Regions from separate parts of the Mus musculus genome. Here region 2 is linked to region 1. A link is a contact called in public Micro-C data. All regions are on one chromosome and are shown on one strand. Each heading gives the region's core, a stretch centred on a gene start, on an enhancer-like site or on the middle of the called end of the contact. The rest is flanking DNA. Distances are from core to core; before and after follow the strand shown. Region 1 holds the start of Hmga2 (high mobility group AT-hook 2). Region 2 holds the start of Tbc1d30 (TBC1 domain family, member 30).

Region 1 (3,455 bases), core at 501-3,000:
AGGGCTGTAAAGAAGGCGTTTTTATTCCACGGTGTTCCGTATCTTTGTAAGAAAAAAAAAAAAAAACTTCACTGGGTGAACATTTTTATTCTGGAGTCAGTCCAACACAATTTTGGGTGCGATGTGGGAAAATCTGACCCTAAGATTTTCTTTCTTCCCCCTTTCAGATTTGTGTTATTCAAGGATGAGAAAGAGGTGCCTTTTAGAACGTTTTACGCCTTTCAAAAAAGTTGACTGTGGCCACGATGGTGTTCACATAACTTAGAAACAGCCCAGGCTATAAAATTAGGACTTGGCAGAAAGGAATTCTGAGGGAGAAGGTTAAAATGAAGGCAAACTTCAGGCAATTGGTGCGGTGGAAGGATAAGTGATCGGTAATATCCCATAGAGTTATGGGCGTCCCAGCACGGGGGTGCAGCGCCTGCTCCAGGAGTCAGTCCTGGGGGAGGGGACCTCGATAAAGGAGCTGGCACACTCGGTGTTCCTGTGTATAGTGTGCAAGTGTGTGCTTTTGTTGCGAATGTGCTTACTGGCACCATCGTGTGTCTGGTAGTGTGTGCTTAAGCACGGGTTTGTTTGCATGCCTGCTTGCCAGTGAAGTGTGTGTGCGCGCACACATGAATTTTCGTGCAAGCTTGTCTGCGATCACACGCGTGGGCCCGTGTATCTTTGTGCACGCTTGTTTGTGCGCCGGCCCGTGCACTCTGGGGTGAGGGCATTTCTCAGTGGAGCGGGGGGGGGGGGGGGGTCGCAAGGGGCGCTCCGACTCCTTGGTCGCTCTTTTCCCGGGGCTGAAATAGTAGACAGCGGCGGTTGACCCTGAATGCTTCCGGAAACTTCGGGCAACCCTCGGTGGAAGCACAGGTAGAAGCCAAGCTCTCCAGGGTGACTCTGAGATAGTCATTTTCTTTCGCCTTCCTAGGACAGCCGCTCAGGGGTGGCCTCCAGCGGCGATCCGGCAGGAGAGCCTAGGCCCTGTCTTTTTAACCCCACTGCTGGCGGGAGCACGTGAGCCGGGGCTCCGGGTGGCAACCGGGCGCCGCCGCCTTCGAGGCAGTTGTGTTTCGAACGCTGCCTCTGGCCCGCGGCCAGGCGCCTGGGCTCGGCTGTCCGCCTGGCCTGCCCCCTCCTCTTGCTTCTCCTGCAGCCCCCTCCCCTTTATCCGCCCACGATCAGAGGTGGGCACTCCCCGTTCCCGCCACCCCCTCCGCAAGTGCGAGCGCGCGTGTACACACACGCACACGCACGCACACACTCATCCCTCTTGAATCCCGGGCAGGAACTCTGAAAACTTGCAGCACGGGCAAAACTTGGGCTCCGGGTGCAGAGCGCAGAGGCCAGCAGCTTGTCCCTCTGCATCTGTGCAGTGCCGCCGCCTGACCCCGCCACCCGAGGAGGCGCGGTGCCACCCACTGCTCTGTTCCTTGCTAGAGCTGAGCTGGGCGCCCTACCGGATCCTGGCAGAAACTTCCACTCTCTCCTCGGTTTCTGACCGCACTAGTCAGTCTCTATCTCTGTCCCGTTCTGTCTCTTTGTCTCTGTCTCTCTCTGAGTTTCTGTCTCTGTCCCTCTTCTCTGTGTCTCTCTCTGGCTCTCTGCGTCTCTGTCTCTCCTTCCCGCCCCCCTCCCTCTCTCTCCCTCTGGGGTGGGGGAGAGGAGGCGGAATTCTTTCCCCGCCTAACATTTCAAGGGACACAATTCACTCCAAGTCTCTTCCCTCTCCAAGCCGCTGCCGAGCGTCCCAGTACCCGCAACTCCCGAGCCTTTGCGGAGAGAGCAACCCTCTCCGCCTCCAACTCTTCCCTCTCCTTCGCTTCCCGCCTCCTCTCCCTACCTCCACCTCTACCTCCGCCACCCACTGCCCGCAGCGCCTCCTCCTTTCCTCCTCCTCCTCTCCTCCTCCTCTCTTCCTCCTCCCCTCTCTCTTTTTGGCAGCCGCTGGACGTCCGGTGTTGATGGTGGCAGCGGCGGCAGCCTAAGCAGCAGCAGTAGTCCCCGGCGCACTCGCCAGCTCGCCTGCTCTCGCCGCTCTTGCCCTCTCCAGCTCTCTACATCCCGTCTCCCGAAAGGTGCTGGGCGGATTCGGGGCGGCGGAGGCCGAGCGGCTGCAGCGGCGGTACCGGTAGAGGCAGTGGTAGCGGCGGCGGGAGGCAGGATGAGCGCACGCGGTGAGGGCGCCGGGCAGCCGTCCACATCAGCCCAGGGACAACCTGCCGCCCCGGTGCCACAGAAGCGAGGACGCGGCCGACCCAGGAAGCAGCAGCAAGTCAGTACGCCGACGCGGAGGGGCCACTCAGCCCACCCGCGACGCCTCTGCCCCCGGGGCCCCGCGACACGCCGGGCGACCGGAGCGCGGGAGCGCAGCGGCTACGGCAGCGCAAGCTAGCCCGCCTGCCACCCGGGTGTAGGTGGGGCGGGAGACCGAGTTCCCCTGGAGAGTGCGCGGCGCAGTCTCTCCGGGTACCCGCGCTCCCCGGCTCCAAGAGCTGGGGTCCCGCGGCGAGCCGTAGCCACCCGGTGGAGGTGGGGTCGCGCGAATCGTGGACAGGGACTTTCGCTATTGTGCGCAGCCCCGGAGCGGCGCGGCGTGGCTCGGGGGGGGGGCATCGAGCCTCGGGGGTCCCAAAGAATAAAAGCGTCGCTTTGTCAGCCGCTTTGGCGACTGGGGGGACTGGGGAGTTCAGGAGGGGCAGGACTGCGAGTCCGAAGCTCTTAGACCCGCGGCTTTCTCCGGCTTCTCGGGGCCGCCTTCCCGTAGGAGGCTGATGCGCCGCGGCCGCCCCCTCGGTGCCCTCCCCACACTCCATGGCCCAAGGCTCGCGCCCTCCCGACAAAGAACGCGTGCGGAGCCGACTGCCCGCCTGGTGCTCCTCCCGAGGATATTTAAATGCCTGCCGAGCTGCTACAGCCGCCGGGGCTGGCGGGGAAAGGATCCCGGAGGATCCCAGGCCCCCGCGGGCCCGGGAAACGCGCTTCGCCCAGGGAGCTCTGGAAGGAAAGTGCACGGTAGCCAGGGTCGCTTCCCCGCCAGGAGTCGGGTCCCTCTTTGGCTCCTCGATCCCGCTCCTCTGAGCAGCCCAAGTTTTAGCTTCCTCTTGGGCGAGTGGCTGGGGGCTGGGAAGGGACGGTCGAGGGGCACCCAGGACCCCGCGGAATGGAGGGTTTTGTCTGCGGATGCAACCAATTAAGAGTGCAAGCCGGCTGTTGCAGAGTTGTGCGCAGCGCCCAGGGCCGGGGGCGGGCGGGCGGGCGGGCAGGGGGTTGGGACGTTCGCAGCAATTTCCAAGCCTAAGGACGCGTCTATTGAGAACAGTAAAACTCCCTTCCCGGCCTTTAAAAAAAACCAAAAACTTCCCATTTTTTCTTTTGCTTTAAATCGCTTCCCTCGGGCCAATAGGCGGATTAGAAAATAGTCCTAAATTGCCCCCGTAGAGCTAGGTGGGAAATCGAAGAAA
Region 2 (3,455 bases), core at 679-3,178, 880 kb before region 1:
GTGCTGCTTATATAGGCCTAGAAGAGGCGTGTCTTACACCTGGATTGGTTGTGCTTGGGTTATGCTTATTACCTCATTTGCATGCCTACATCTGATTGGTTAACTTCTCTCTCATCTGATTGTTTAACTTTTTTTCTCATCTGATTGGTTAATTTTGGTTAATTCTCAAAACCTCATCTTGGCAAAAGAACTTTACTGCCTATGTATGCGTGGTGGCCAGTGGAAGCCAGCGCCACCCTACAACGACACATGTGGCTTCCCACAATCTTCCTCAGATCCCTTTGAACTTCTGTCAGTTTCTGGGAAGACAGGCTCTAAAAAGAAAAAAATGTTGAAGCGGGTCCCTAGTGGAGGCAAATGGAGAGAAACCAGGGAATATCTACTGAGAAAAGAGAAACAGTTGCCGTATTTGCTCCCTGGGGAAGTCTGGTGTGCTGCAAAGATCCTTCTCTGATGAAGGGCCCATGGATTCCTTCACTCATGCCACAGGCAACAGGGAGAAAAATCTCTTTAAAAGAATCGGTGTGGTAGCAGTTTATTCATCTTTTTCTTGTAATCCATGAACAGGTTGACATTTCTTTATTCTTATTTATTTATTTTATGTAAGTACACTGTAGCTGTCTTCAGACACGCCAGAAGAGGGCGTCAGAGCTCATTTTTGGATGGTTGTGAGCCACCATGTGGTGCTGGAATTTGAACTCAGGACCTTCTGGAGAGCAGTCAGTGCTGTTAACCGCTGAGCCATCTCTTCAGCCCACCATTTCTTTATTCTTGTGCGTGTGTCTTATGGTATGCATATGGAGGTCAGAGGGCAACTTTTTACAAGGGGGATCTTTGCTTCTACTTTGTGGGTACCAGGGATCAAGCACAGGTTGTTGATGGCAAATGTGCCTTTACTTGCTGATCCATCTTGCTATATATTAAATAATTTAATATTTAAAAAAATTTAAAAGCTGGTACTTTTAACTGCTGAGCCATCTCTCGGCCCCTCCAGTATATGTTCAAATTCTGTATGCTTAGGGCATACATACAACGTCATAAAACTGGTGCTTTTATAACTCACAGTAGCTCAAATTTCAAAGTATTTTGTTGGTAGTGGTTAAGGACATCAGGCTGTGCCCCACCACGTAAGAAGTGTAAATAAACAGGAAGCCTGCCACTGTTCTTTGGTTTTTGGAGACAGGATTTCTCTTTATAGCCCTGGCTGTCCTGGAACTCACTTTGTAGACCAGGCTGGCCTCGAACTCAGAAATCCGCCTGCCTCTGCCTCCCGAGTGCTGGGATCAAAGGCATGCGCCACCATGCCCGGCTGCCACTCTCCTTTAGAAGCCCTAGATGTACAGACAATTAACAGCTTCAGGCTGAGGAGTATTTCTGTCTAATGAGAGGCAGACACTAAGAAAAGTTCAAGCTTCCTTCCTGGCAAGTCATTGAACCTCTTGGCTGCAAGGCTCTCACCGAAAAGCGAGGACACCACAGGGTTAAACTGATGATCAATGTGACTAAGTTCACAAAGTTATCCAAGGGGAAGGTAATCAAAAATTCTTCCGAAGTCTAGTGTAAAGACAGATCTCTCCGAGGAGCTAGAGAGAGGGCTCGCCAGGCAGAAGTACTTGTCTAACAAGCTTGCCAACCCGAGTTTGACCCCCTGAACCCATTTAAAGCCGGGAGTTTGATTCCCAGAACCCAGTTAAAAGTTGGAAGGAGAAAAACCGGCTGCACAGTGTTGCCTGACCGCTGGTCTCCACAGGCACATCCTGGGATGAGTGCGCAGCAATAATACACATTTTTTCTTTTTCTTTTTTAAAGGAAAAAGATAAAACTCCCATAAACTCGAATTCACCATCAAAACCAGCTCTGGCGACTTTTGTTAGCTCGGCCAACTCAGGAAGGTCTATTAAACCCACAATCAAGTGTCACGGAATTTAGTTGTTCTGAATCCAGGTCTTTTATTGGAGGAAAAAAGTTCACAACGTCACTCAAATCCCAGGACTTGCCAGATAGTCAGGTTTTTGTGGAGTCTCCTGGACGCTCCGGGTCAGGTGGGAAGGATTCGGGCGCGGCGCCCGCGGACGTGAAGCCGGAACTCCGGTCCTCCGCCCATTGGTTGGCATTTCGACCCCTGCTGGGGACTCTTTGCTGCCCGCGTGGCCGCGCCCTCCCGGAACTGGCGGGCGCCGCGGCGGTTCGAGCCATGGAGGTCCTTCCAGCGGGCAGGACGTGGGACCCGCAGCAATCCGAGGAGGCGGCGGGGCACCCGGCGGACGAGGGCGACTTGGAGCCGCAGCCCGACGGCCGCACGAGCCGCACGGCGTCCCTAGTGAGCGGGTTGCTCACCGAGCTCTACAGCTGCACCGAGGAGGAGGAGGTGGCAGCCGGCGGGGACCGTGCGTCCCAGGGCCGCCCCCTGCGAAGGGACAGCCTGGACAGCTCCACCGAGACCTCGGGTTCCGACGCATTCCTGGGCGGCCGCGGCGCTGGCGACTCCCGAGTGCTGCAGGAGCTGCGGGAGCGCCCGAGCCTGCGGCTCCAGATGCAGTACCTGCAGCGGAAAGGTGAGCGAGGGCGCGGGGACTCCTGCCTATCTGTGCCACCTGCCCCACTGCGCCATTTGCATTATCTGCTCCAGTTGCCCACCTGCGCCACCTGGCCCGCTTGACCACCTGTGCTAGTTGCCCACCTGCGCCACCTGTGCGCTGCCGCTCTGCCCGCACACCCGGAGAGTGTGGAGTCTCCTTTCATCTGACTCGGGACTCTTCTGTCACTCTTTCCCTAGACATTTCCTAATGCCCAGCCCCTCCCCCTCTGCTAGGGTGGCTCGGAGCGTGGTCGAGTCTTTCCACCTCCCCCACGCCTCTCAGAAGTCCGAAGCTAGGGGCAGTGTAGACTCTTAACTTTACCTGAACAGCTGTTAGGACTAGTTTGGCGTTTCTTCCGTGCTTACTAGAAATTTCCTAGAGGACCCTGGGAGAAGAGAGCCGACTTCTAGGGCTTCCCACCCCACCCCCTTCCCTAGCCACGCCGCTTGGACAGGGATTTTTAACTAGTGAGGCAGAATAATTCGATAATGCAGTTCGCAGCAGAGCGCGTGAATTCCGTGCCTGTCAGAGTGTGAGTCCCCAGCAGCTCTGCTTTAATCTGGGTCTCAGGACTGAGTGAAGTCTGAGCGCTTGGCCTTCACGGTGCATTTAACAACTGCTACCGTTCACCTGCCCAGAGAGTGCAGCTGAGAAATGGCCTGGTTTCCTCGGATCATAGGCTGATTTGATGTTTCTTCCGTTATCAAATTCTGAGACTCAAATTCTGGTCGAAAAAAAAATTTTTTTTTTCTCAATAATGATAGCTTATATTTCAGGCATCGGGACTAGTGTAGTTGTCTTTTTGCATAGATCTGGGAAAACCTCAATTTACAAAATGTACTAAAGTGTGGGGAACAGAAGGCCAGCCACTATCAC

What was found. A called contact is a pair of places that touch in the nucleus more often than the background predicts.
Region 2: a Micro-C map of embryonic stem cells shows a contact between it and region 1, with 2.5 times the contacts expected there. The contact joins the promoter of Tbc1d30 here to the promoter of Hmga2 in region 1. A contact is called at or near these places in 1 of 39 promoter capture datasets (embryonic stem cells), 1 of 484 Hi-C or Micro-C datasets (embryonic stem cells) and 1 of 9 other capture datasets (embryonic stem cells).

The regions. Positions count from the first base shown.
Region 1 is chr10:120,474,764-120,478,218 of GRCm38.p6, reverse strand. It overlaps Hmga2 (high mobility group AT-hook 2), which reads left to right and starts at 1,750. Exons shown (of 5, transcript NM_010441.3): 1 at 1,750-2,266. The coding sequence starts at 2,156.
Region 2 is chr10:121,350,117-121,353,571 of GRCm38.p6, reverse strand. Tbc1d30 (TBC1 domain family, member 30) reads left to right here and starts at 1,928. Exons shown (of 13, transcript NM_001361015.1): 1 at 1,928-2,555. The coding sequence starts at 2,195.